Regions from separate parts of the Mus musculus genome. Here region 1 is linked to region 2. Evidence: chromatin contacts called from public HiChIP or PLAC-seq data. All regions are on one chromosome and are shown on one strand. Each heading gives the region's core, a stretch centred on a gene start, on an enhancer-like site or on the middle of the called end of the contact. The rest is flanking DNA. Distances are from core to core; before and after follow the strand shown. Region 1 overlaps Msi2 (musashi RNA-binding protein 2). Region 2 overlaps Gm38534 (a long non-coding RNA gene).

Region 1 (4,470 bases), core at 1,628-4,127, 360 kb after region 2:
TGCTGACATGCTGGAACAGAAAAGACACTAGAAATCCAGCTTTGGTGTCTCACTGCACTTGTGACTCCAGCTGGGACTCCCTCTCTCCTCCACTCGACAAGATGGCCCACAGAGTCCCATCTGCCACCCAACCCTCCTGAGTCCAAGAGTGGGTTGCCTGAGTCAGAAAGAGGCGTCCAGATTCAGGAAGCTCAGGCTTTTAACTGGAAGCTGCCGATGGGCACGTAAGCCACATGGCCAATGGCTGGCCCCAAACTAGAGCACGCATCGTGCTTTCTGCATGGTTTCAAGTGGACACTGTCCTAATGGCCATGCCTTGCCAGCTGCTTCTTCCTGCTGCATGGGGACACTACTCACCTAAAACTGTGTGGTTTACTGGGTTTCTCTTCTCCAGCAACTAAAGATGAGGGGATGTCACATGTGAGAACATTCTAGAAAAGATCCTGCCAGCATCTGCATGCAGGGCTCTCTTGATAAGCTAGTTGGCTGCGACCTCTTCTTGCTCCTGCATTCATCTCCTGTCTCTCCCATCCCTATGCTCTTCCTGATACACCAAGCTCTCCTCGAGAGTCAAACTCTATCAATGCTCTGCAATAGTTAATCTTGACTGTGAATTAGACTGAGAAAGCTTTAAAAAAAAAATCAGTAAAGCACGCCACTGAGTGTGTCTTTGAGATCATTTCTAGTGCCAGCCACAGGTATTAAGCAGCAACTAAGGGGGAAAAAACTGCCTTGGATGCAGGCAGCACCATGCCAAAGGCCAGGGGCCCAATGAAAAGGCAGGAAAAGGAAAAAGGTAATCCAGGCACACGCGTTTATTCTCATGCTCATTCACTCTCTACAGTGTTTGTGGGTCGCCATGCTATAAGCTGGTCTTTCCACTTAACTCAACAGAAACCTCAAGCCAATAGGAAATTCCTGCCCCCTCAAGCTGCATTCAGTCATAACTATGAGCAGAGCTGACTAATATGGGCCCTCTTCGGATTTCAATCTCTTCCTATACTTACTAATGGTCAAATTCTACTAACCTAACTCCCCTAATGTATTCACTCGACAGACCCATTAAGTGCTGGGCACGGGTGCGTACATGCTAAGAGAATGTGGAATCCAATCCACTATAAAATGGAGATATAATAATTAGCTTAGCACACAAGCTCCCATGAGGCCCGAGTTAAATACCATATGCCAAAGAGTCTAGCAGGGCACGCTGAAGATGACAGCTAGACGGTCACTGTAACTGAGCCGAGAGTCACTTAGAAAATCCATCCTTTATACTTAAAAATAAATGTACAGCAGAAAAACACGCTATACAAATAGCTTCTTTTTTTTTAATTTATTTATTTTATTTATATGAGAACACTGTCGCTTTAGTCAGGCACACCAGAAGAGGGCATTGGATCCCTTGTCAGATGGTTGTGAGCCACCATGTGGTTGCTGGGAATTGAACTCAGGTCCTCTAGGAAGAGCAGTCAGTGCTCTTAACCACTGAGCCATCTCTCCAGCCCACAAATAGCTTCTTTTAAAGAGTCAATTCCTACCATCCCATGCTAAACCTCAGTAACTGCAAAAGCACTTTTTAGCATCTCCATGGAATAGCTGATAATCCTATGGTTTACCTTTGGGTTCCTCTCTTCCCCCTTGCTCTTTCCTTTCCTTTCCTTTCCTTTCCTTTCCTTTCCTTTCCTTTCCTTTCCTTTCCTTTCCTTTCCTTTCCTCTTCTTCCTGTAAACTCCAACCAAGTAATTAGGTATTAACCGAGTAATTAGGTATCAGTAAAGAAATGTTAAGATAACCTCAAACATATCCCACTGGAAGCCTCAAAGCACCTCTCCTGGGACTTTCCATGGAAGAAACCCTGTGGCCTCCTCACTGCTTAGTGAAAGGCGACACAGAGCTGAGGCCCTACCTAGATTCCAAACATTCTTGGAAACCCAGAGGAGAAGAAAAATCGACCACCCTGTCTTCATCCAAACTACTGGAGAGCTCAGCAACTGGTTACATGAAAAGATCTCTTCATAGCCCTTCCACCGTTGCCTGGCAGCTGTGAGCATGCCAAGACAGAGCCCGAAGCACAGAGACAGGCAGCCAGCTATAAATCTTACCCAGTCTCCCCCAAAAGCCTTTAAAACCATTCCCGTTTTGAAAGGATGAGAAAATCCAGGCCCCGGACAATGCAGCAAAACATCTGAGTTACTAAAACATCCTCTGTAGGATCCGGCCTAGATAAGCAAGGCGCTCTCTCTCTCTCTCTCTCTCTCTCTCTCTCTCTCTCTCTCTCTCTCTCTCTCTCTCTCTCTCTCTCTCTCCCTCTCTCTCTCTCTCTCTCTCTCTCTCTCTCTCTCTCTCTCTCTCTCTCTCTCTCTCTCTCTCTCTCTCTCTCTCTCTCTCCTTAGCAAACACTAAAAAAGAAACTAGTTTCATTAGAAACTTCCAGCATGAAAAGGCCAGAGGGGAAATGTGCTTTAGGAGAGGGAAGCACAGTCAGGGGACACTGGCCTGTACATGGTGACCTCTCCCATCAGTGCCTCTGCAGCGGGCGGGTGGACAATGGGGTGATCTGCTCCAGGAATCTTCACACCATTACCACCAAATGGACTGTAGACTGGCTCTGTGATTTGCATTCTGGTGAGGGACGAGGGAGACAGAGGACCTGCAATCATAGTCTGTCTCTGTCTCTGTCTCTGTCTCTGTCTCTGTCTCTCTCTCTCTCTCTCTCTCTCTCTCTTCCATTTCCATGGCTACTGAGGAGGGCAGGAAGCAGAGAGGGCTGGAATGTTGGTCTCAGGTTCCCCGAAGAATTAAACAGAAGTCTTCACATTCCACATAAGCACGGTGGGTGCAATGTCTGTGTGTAGGTTTGTATTACTCGTGTGTGCTCATGTGTAACAAAGCATGCTGGCGTATGCTTAGGGTAGGTCTAGTCTATCCTTGGGTCTGGGCTTCTAGTTCTTCAAAACTATCCAGTAGCCTGCTGCACTTTAACCTTCTTCTGACCTTGGAAAGGTGAACAGAAACGCACTGGTATGCATTCGTCTCGGCTCTATGCTCATCTGAGGAATCCTTCAAACCAGTGACTGAGCCACCTGTGTCACCTCCCTGAAGCCTTGGACATCAGCAGTCTCCACACACGGGGCCTCGAACACTGGCGACTACACAGCAAGATGATGAGGGGCTGCAGTTGGCTCCCACAGTGCACTGAGATGAAAAAGTCACTGAGAACTCAAGGCCCCAAATCTCCGGGGAGTTAATCTTAGACTTCCTTCAGTTGGGGGTTTCGTTGGAGAACTGCAGGGAACTTTTATGTTGAAGTGCTTCACAGTGTGGGGGACCCTAGGGACCTATTCAAGAGCCCTGTACCCCCCAGGATGACAAGGAATACAAGGTTTAGGGTGTCGCTCTGGGAACATGTGTGTGTGTGTGTATGTGTGTGTGTGTATGTGTGTGTGTGTGTGTGTGTGTGTGTGAGAGAGAGAGAGAGAGAGAGAGAGAGAGAGAGAGAGAGGCAGACAGACAGACAGAGAGAGAAAGAGAGAGCACGCGCTTGTGTGCACACAGGAACGCAGGATATGGTCAGGCTCTCAAAGCCCTGCTGTGAAGTTTTGCATCTAGACCCATAATTTAACTAAACACCAAAGCTCTCCACACACCCCTTGGTGCTACAAAAGCCCCAGCATGCATGCCAGTCCTGAAAATTGCTGTTTACACGTGGCCTGAGCCAGCTGCTAACTACAGCTGCACACACACCCCCCCCCCCTTCCTGCCTCTAGCTAGAGAGCTGGTGTGTGCTGGGCTGGGGTGGATTTTGGTTTTGATTTTGGTAAGTTTTTAAAACTCCTCTTTTAAAACAATGTGCTTCCATCTGAAATGATCACTCAGAGTGAGGGCCCACTTGTGGGTCTTATTCTGTAGTCCAGGCTTGAACTTGTAGCAATTCTCCTGCCTCAGAGCCTTCCCAACTGTGGGGACCACAGGCATCAGTCATCATGCATGATTACTGCAAAGGGAGATAATTCCAATAGGGTGTTATATGTGCGATGGGAGGTTAGGGGAAAGAACACTTTAAGAACACACGAAGGGGGAAGTTAGCTCTAATACTATTGGCCCAAAGATACTAGTGATCACCAAAGCTAAAAGTCCAAATATGTCTTAAACCAAGCACATGAGAAGGCAGGAAGTGGGTCCCTCAGCAGGTTCAGGCCGAGAATTCAAATCAACTCTCTTGCTATTATATGTTTGTTCTGGAAAAGAGTTCCAAGTCCCCTAGGTAGAAAATATGAACTATTTGCACCTCCAAAAGCCTAGGCTGCTCTCCCCCGTGTCCTCTCACCCTGGGGAACTCTATGATAGAGAAAGCTCAGGATGGTTTGAATGCTAGCTCGTTATGGGATCCAGTTCATCATCCCCATCACGTGTATAGAAAAATCAAGCCCCAGCAAAAAGAATCATCTTCAACTCAAAGGCAAGGTGTGC
Region 2 (4,412 bases), core at 1,291-3,790:
AGCTTGTGAAGGGACCAGTCCTGCAGATTTAAAGCTGCAGGAGCTCCATGATACAGGGCAACAACAGGTTATCTGAGAGGAGTCCTGGGGAGAATCCCAGTATTGAGGGTGTAGCAGAAGCCAGAGGCCTCGAACCAGACCAGTGACTCGTTGTAATGAACATCTGCAAGTAAAGCTGTGTGGACAAAAGGGTAGACTGTGGGACACACTGCAGCTTCCACCATGAGATATATATTTTTTATCTTTGCTTTGTCTTGTTATTTCATGCGGAGGTCGCAAGGGCGGTGGGTAGATGGGAAGGGATGGGGAGATGAGTGGATTGGGGTGCATGAGTGTGGCACCCACAAAAAATCAATACAAAGCTCGGATAGAAGGGTGAACAGCTATCGTGTGCACAGAGCTGCTACGATCTAGTAGGAGAAGAGAAAAGCACTAATGACTGCGTCCCGGAAGTGTAAGTCACAGAAGAAATGGAACTGGGCTGTGACGGCACACGCCTTCAATCCCAGCAGATGAAACAGAGGAACCAGAAGCAGCTGAATCTCTGAGTTCAAGACCAGCCTGGTCTACAGAAGTGAGTTCCAGGACAGCCAGGGCTTCACAGAGAAATCCTGTCTCGAAAAACCAAACTCTAAAACATGCGAGCTCATGTGTGTGTGTGTGTGTGTGTGTGTGTGTGTGTGTCTGCATGAGTGTTTTACCTACAAGAATATGTGTGCACCACATGAATATCTGGTATCTGAAGGCATTTGATCCCCTGGGACTGGAGTGACAGAGGCCATGAGCTGCTGTGTAGGTGCTGGAAACAGAACCCGGGTTCTCTCTGCTAGAGGGCCAACTTCTCCTAACCCCTGAGTCACCTCTCCAGTCTCCTCCTTTCTGCATTTTTTAAATCTTAAATGTAATTAGGTTCTTTCTCCCTCCATTCTTCTCCCTCCTACCCTTCCACATCTGACCAATCTCGGCAAATCCACGGCCTCCTCTTCTTTAGCTAATGATGTTAAATATAAATGAGTAAACGCATAGCTATAATCCACTGGATCTATACAGTGTTGTCTGCATGTATATGTTCCTAGAGCTGATCGCTGGGTATTAGATAATTGATCCCAGGGTTCATTCCTGGGGAAAACTAATTCTCCCTCTCTCAAAGTTGTTAATTGCTTGTAGCATCTAGGGGTATGGCCCCGTGAGAGTTCCCCCATCTACCCATGGGCTGTCAACTGTTGGAATCCTTTAGACCATCTTTAGGCAGCCATGTTGCTGAGATCTCAGGGGCATAGCTTTTCTGACATAGCTAGAAGGCACAGTCTCACAGCAGACGTCCTGAGTCTACAGCTCTTACATCCTTTTCAACTCCTCTTCTGCGATATCCCCTGAGCCTTGGATGCAGAATCTGTGCTGGTGTAAATGTCAGTCATGCTGGCCATGTTTGCATAGGTCTGGGGCATTCTCAAAGAAAAATGACTCTCCCTTGCCCAACAGCAGTTAGCAATCAATAAATAGGTCCTCTGTGCCCAGTGCAGCCCCTTCTAGATCCAGGCTGGAATGTAACTGGTTTGACCTTGTGCTGCTGTGAGTTCACGTGAACAACAACCAGGCTTCTCAGCACCTCTCCCTCCCTCCAGGTCTTACATTCTTCCCACCCCTTCTTCCTTGCTTCCCAAGCTTGGTGGAGGTAGAGTGACTTTTTTTTTTTTTTTTAAAACAGGGTGTGAGAACAAACACCCATAGAACATTCTAGATGGAGGGCTTTGGGACTCTACAGTGTAGGCCCAGTTACTTCAGAGGCTGTTGGCAACAGCTTTCTCCCGTGCCTCCCAAGCTCTGTAGGCAAGACCAGACACATCCAAGAAACACTGTTTTCGCCCAAAGACTCCCCACACTTCCTCACTACCTTGCAGATCAGCCCCCCAGGGCGTTCCCCTGGGCCAGCCTTCACTCGGGCCCATCTCCTCTCACCACAGGCCTCTCCACAAACCCACTCAGATATGCACTAATGCCATTATCTTCCCGAAATTAAAATCAAGCCTCAACCTATAATGTTTCACGGAGAGGGAATTGGGGTTATATATTCCTGCGTTGAGCCGTATTCTATTTCAGTCATAGCATTTAATTATGATTGGTATGTTAGTGCCCACCGGAGCATAACAAATTGTCATTATGTTATTCTGCTGAGTCTAATTTAATTGGCAAGTTGTCACAAAAGCAATTATCCATCATTTATTTTGTTGCCACAACCACATCTCGAAGAGCACCTGCTGTCTGCAAGGAGAGATGTGCCACAGTCTCTCAGCCCTGGATCCAGGCCACTTATCTGACACAAAGACATCGCTTCCCCTCTGATTTAAAAATATGTTCTTCATTTCCTGCTGCGGTCTCATGCATCCTCTGGGGTGGGGGTGGGAGGAAGCCTCAAAGTGCCAAAGGAAATTCACGGGCTGTGAAGTCGCCTGAGGCCTCACAGGGAGGCAGGAGGCCTGTGGGATGCTGTCAGGGTGTGTGTGGAGGGCAGGGAAAGGGAGCTGTCCGGGGTCTGACTGGCTCTGTTTAGGCAGCCACTTGAGGGGTGATTTATAATATTGGCTCTTCTGTCTTCCTTTGACATACCCCGTACTCACTCCCTAGGGAACGGGGACTGTTTTGGGCATTTCCCAGAGGGAAAACTTGAACCCCTAGAACCAAAGGCCCCAAGTCACAAGGGACGTTTGAGGTTAGTACCAAGAACTGGTAAAGATTTCTGAATTCCAGAATTCTCCTGATCGGATGCTCACTAGCAGAGCCTGGTGGTTAACAGACATGCCCGAGTCCCAGACTGTTCAGGGACGGTCTTCTGTCCACAGAGCTCAGTTTCATACGCCCTATTTTATCATGTCAAGCTGAGGCAGAGTAGAAACCAAAGGAAGGAAGGGAGGAAAGGAGGAAGGGAGGGAGGGAGGGAGGGAGGGAGGAAAGAAGGAAGGAAGGAAGGAAGTAAGGAAGGAAGGAAGGAAGGAAGAAAAAAGGCCAAGGGCAGGTCATTAGATGTCATTCATGATAGAGCCTGGCACAGTGATGCCCAGTCTCCCCGAAGCCTTTGCTTGCAGACCTTTTAAGAGCCTGTTACCCCCACTCCCACAGACCCACCTGTCCACTGTTTTGAGCAGTGTCTCCCAACATCTGCACTGCGAGGCTCCTGAGAGACAGACAGGGGAGCCAAGTTGTCACGGGGATGTTTCGTTTTCCCTGAAACTGAGAAGCCCTCAGGGAGGGTAAAGCCTTGGGTTGGTTTGTTCTCTATAGATTAGAAGCAGGTGGAAAGAAATTAGCCATCTTATCCTCACTTCTGGAATGTTCTTATTAGCCCAGTCAACAAGGGACTCATTAAAAACAAAAGCCCCAAACAAACAAGAAACCCAAACTCCAACTAAAACAGAGAGAAACAAAAAAGAAAGCTAAAACTGCTAAGGAAAGGAAGGAAAAAAAATAAAGTCAGGTCTTTAAATAAACCAGCTCCTCCCCCTGGGTCAGACCAGCTCCTCCCCCTGGGTCAGACCAGCTCCTCCCTCTGGGTCAGACCAGCTCCTCCCCCTGGGTCAGACCAGCTCCTCCCCCTGGGTCAGACCAGCTCCTCCCCCTGGGTCAGACCAGCTCCTCCCCCTGGGTCAGACCAGCTCCTCCCCCTGGGTCAGACCAGCTCCTCCCCCTGGGTCAGTCACAGCAATTCCCAGGCTCACTATTTAGGAGCACTGGAAAGTTACAGCTTCCTCAACACAGGCAGACTGGACCGTCTCTTGCGATTCTTAAAAAAAAAAAAAAAAAAAAAAGCTCTCGATGCAGTCCCTGATAAAATTAACTAGGGGTGTGTCAGGTTGCTCCCTCTTGCATCAGTATTGTCCCTAAGGAACCTTCCTTGTGACCACGAAGTCCGTCCTGCCCCACCAGCATGGTGACCCGGACCTTTGCTCTTTGAGGGACGCCGGACGCCTCCCTCAAGTCTGAGGGGTTAGAACTTTAGAGTTTCTATGGAGCAGGGACAAGTTCAGGGCTCAGGGACGGGCTGTGCATGAGGCTCTCTGATCCACCCCCTAACCCGCATGGGCCCGAGCTCGTCAGAAAGTGAGACGCCAGCTTGCATGAATCACGAATGAGCTCACGGGCTCAGACTCTGAAAAGTAAGCTGGCTAAGTGGGTGAAGGACCATAAAAACACCTCGCATCATTCTTGACCCGGGAATCCCACTCGCATAAGCAAATTGCTTGGAACACAGAAGGAAGCCTTGTCCTCTGGCTTTATTTATATAGCGAGAGCAGAGGCTGTGAAGAACAAAGGCGCTTGGAGCACCAGGCTGTCAGTACAGGCTAATGCTAGACTTTCTTTTGTTTGTTAGCAGGGCTGTTGAGCCTACGTAATTTCCTAATTTCGTTAAGTAAGCA

What was found. HiChIP or PLAC-seq counts read pairs in DNA pulled down with a chosen protein or histone mark.
Region 1: an H3K27ac HiChIP or PLAC-seq map of large pre-B cells shows a contact between it and region 2, with 3 times the contacts expected there. The contact joins two enhancer-like sites. A contact is called at or near these places in 2 of 484 Hi-C or Micro-C datasets (the HPC-7 cell line and nephron progenitors), 6 of 115 datasets of contacts at active chromatin or transcription factors (bone marrow-derived macrophages, differentiating embryonic stem cells, embryonic basal ganglia and 3 more) and 1 of 9 other capture datasets (pancreatic islet).

What each region holds. Positions count from the first base shown.
Region 1 is chr11:88,592,129-88,596,598 of GRCm38.p6, forward strand. All of the region lies in intron 5 of Msi2 (musashi RNA-binding protein 2), which reads right to left. Among named protein-coding and RNA genes, the nearest start is that of 0610039H22Rik, 25 kb to the right of the region's middle. Within about 2 kb of position 2,878, at least 107 of the 459 cell types and tissues checked have an H3K27ac peak or open chromatin away from gene starts, as enhancers often do. A contact at or near this core is called in stem cell-derived neural progenitor cells, where this site is marked.
Region 2 is chr11:88,231,796-88,236,207 of GRCm38.p6, forward strand. All of the region lies in intron 1 of Gm38534 (a long non-coding RNA gene), which reads left to right. Among named protein-coding and RNA genes, the nearest start is that of Gm38534, 3.0 kb to the left of the region's middle. Within about 2 kb of position 2,541, at least 237 of the 459 cell types and tissues checked have an H3K27ac peak or open chromatin away from gene starts, as enhancers often do. A contact at or near this core is called in stem cell-derived neural progenitor cells, where this site is marked.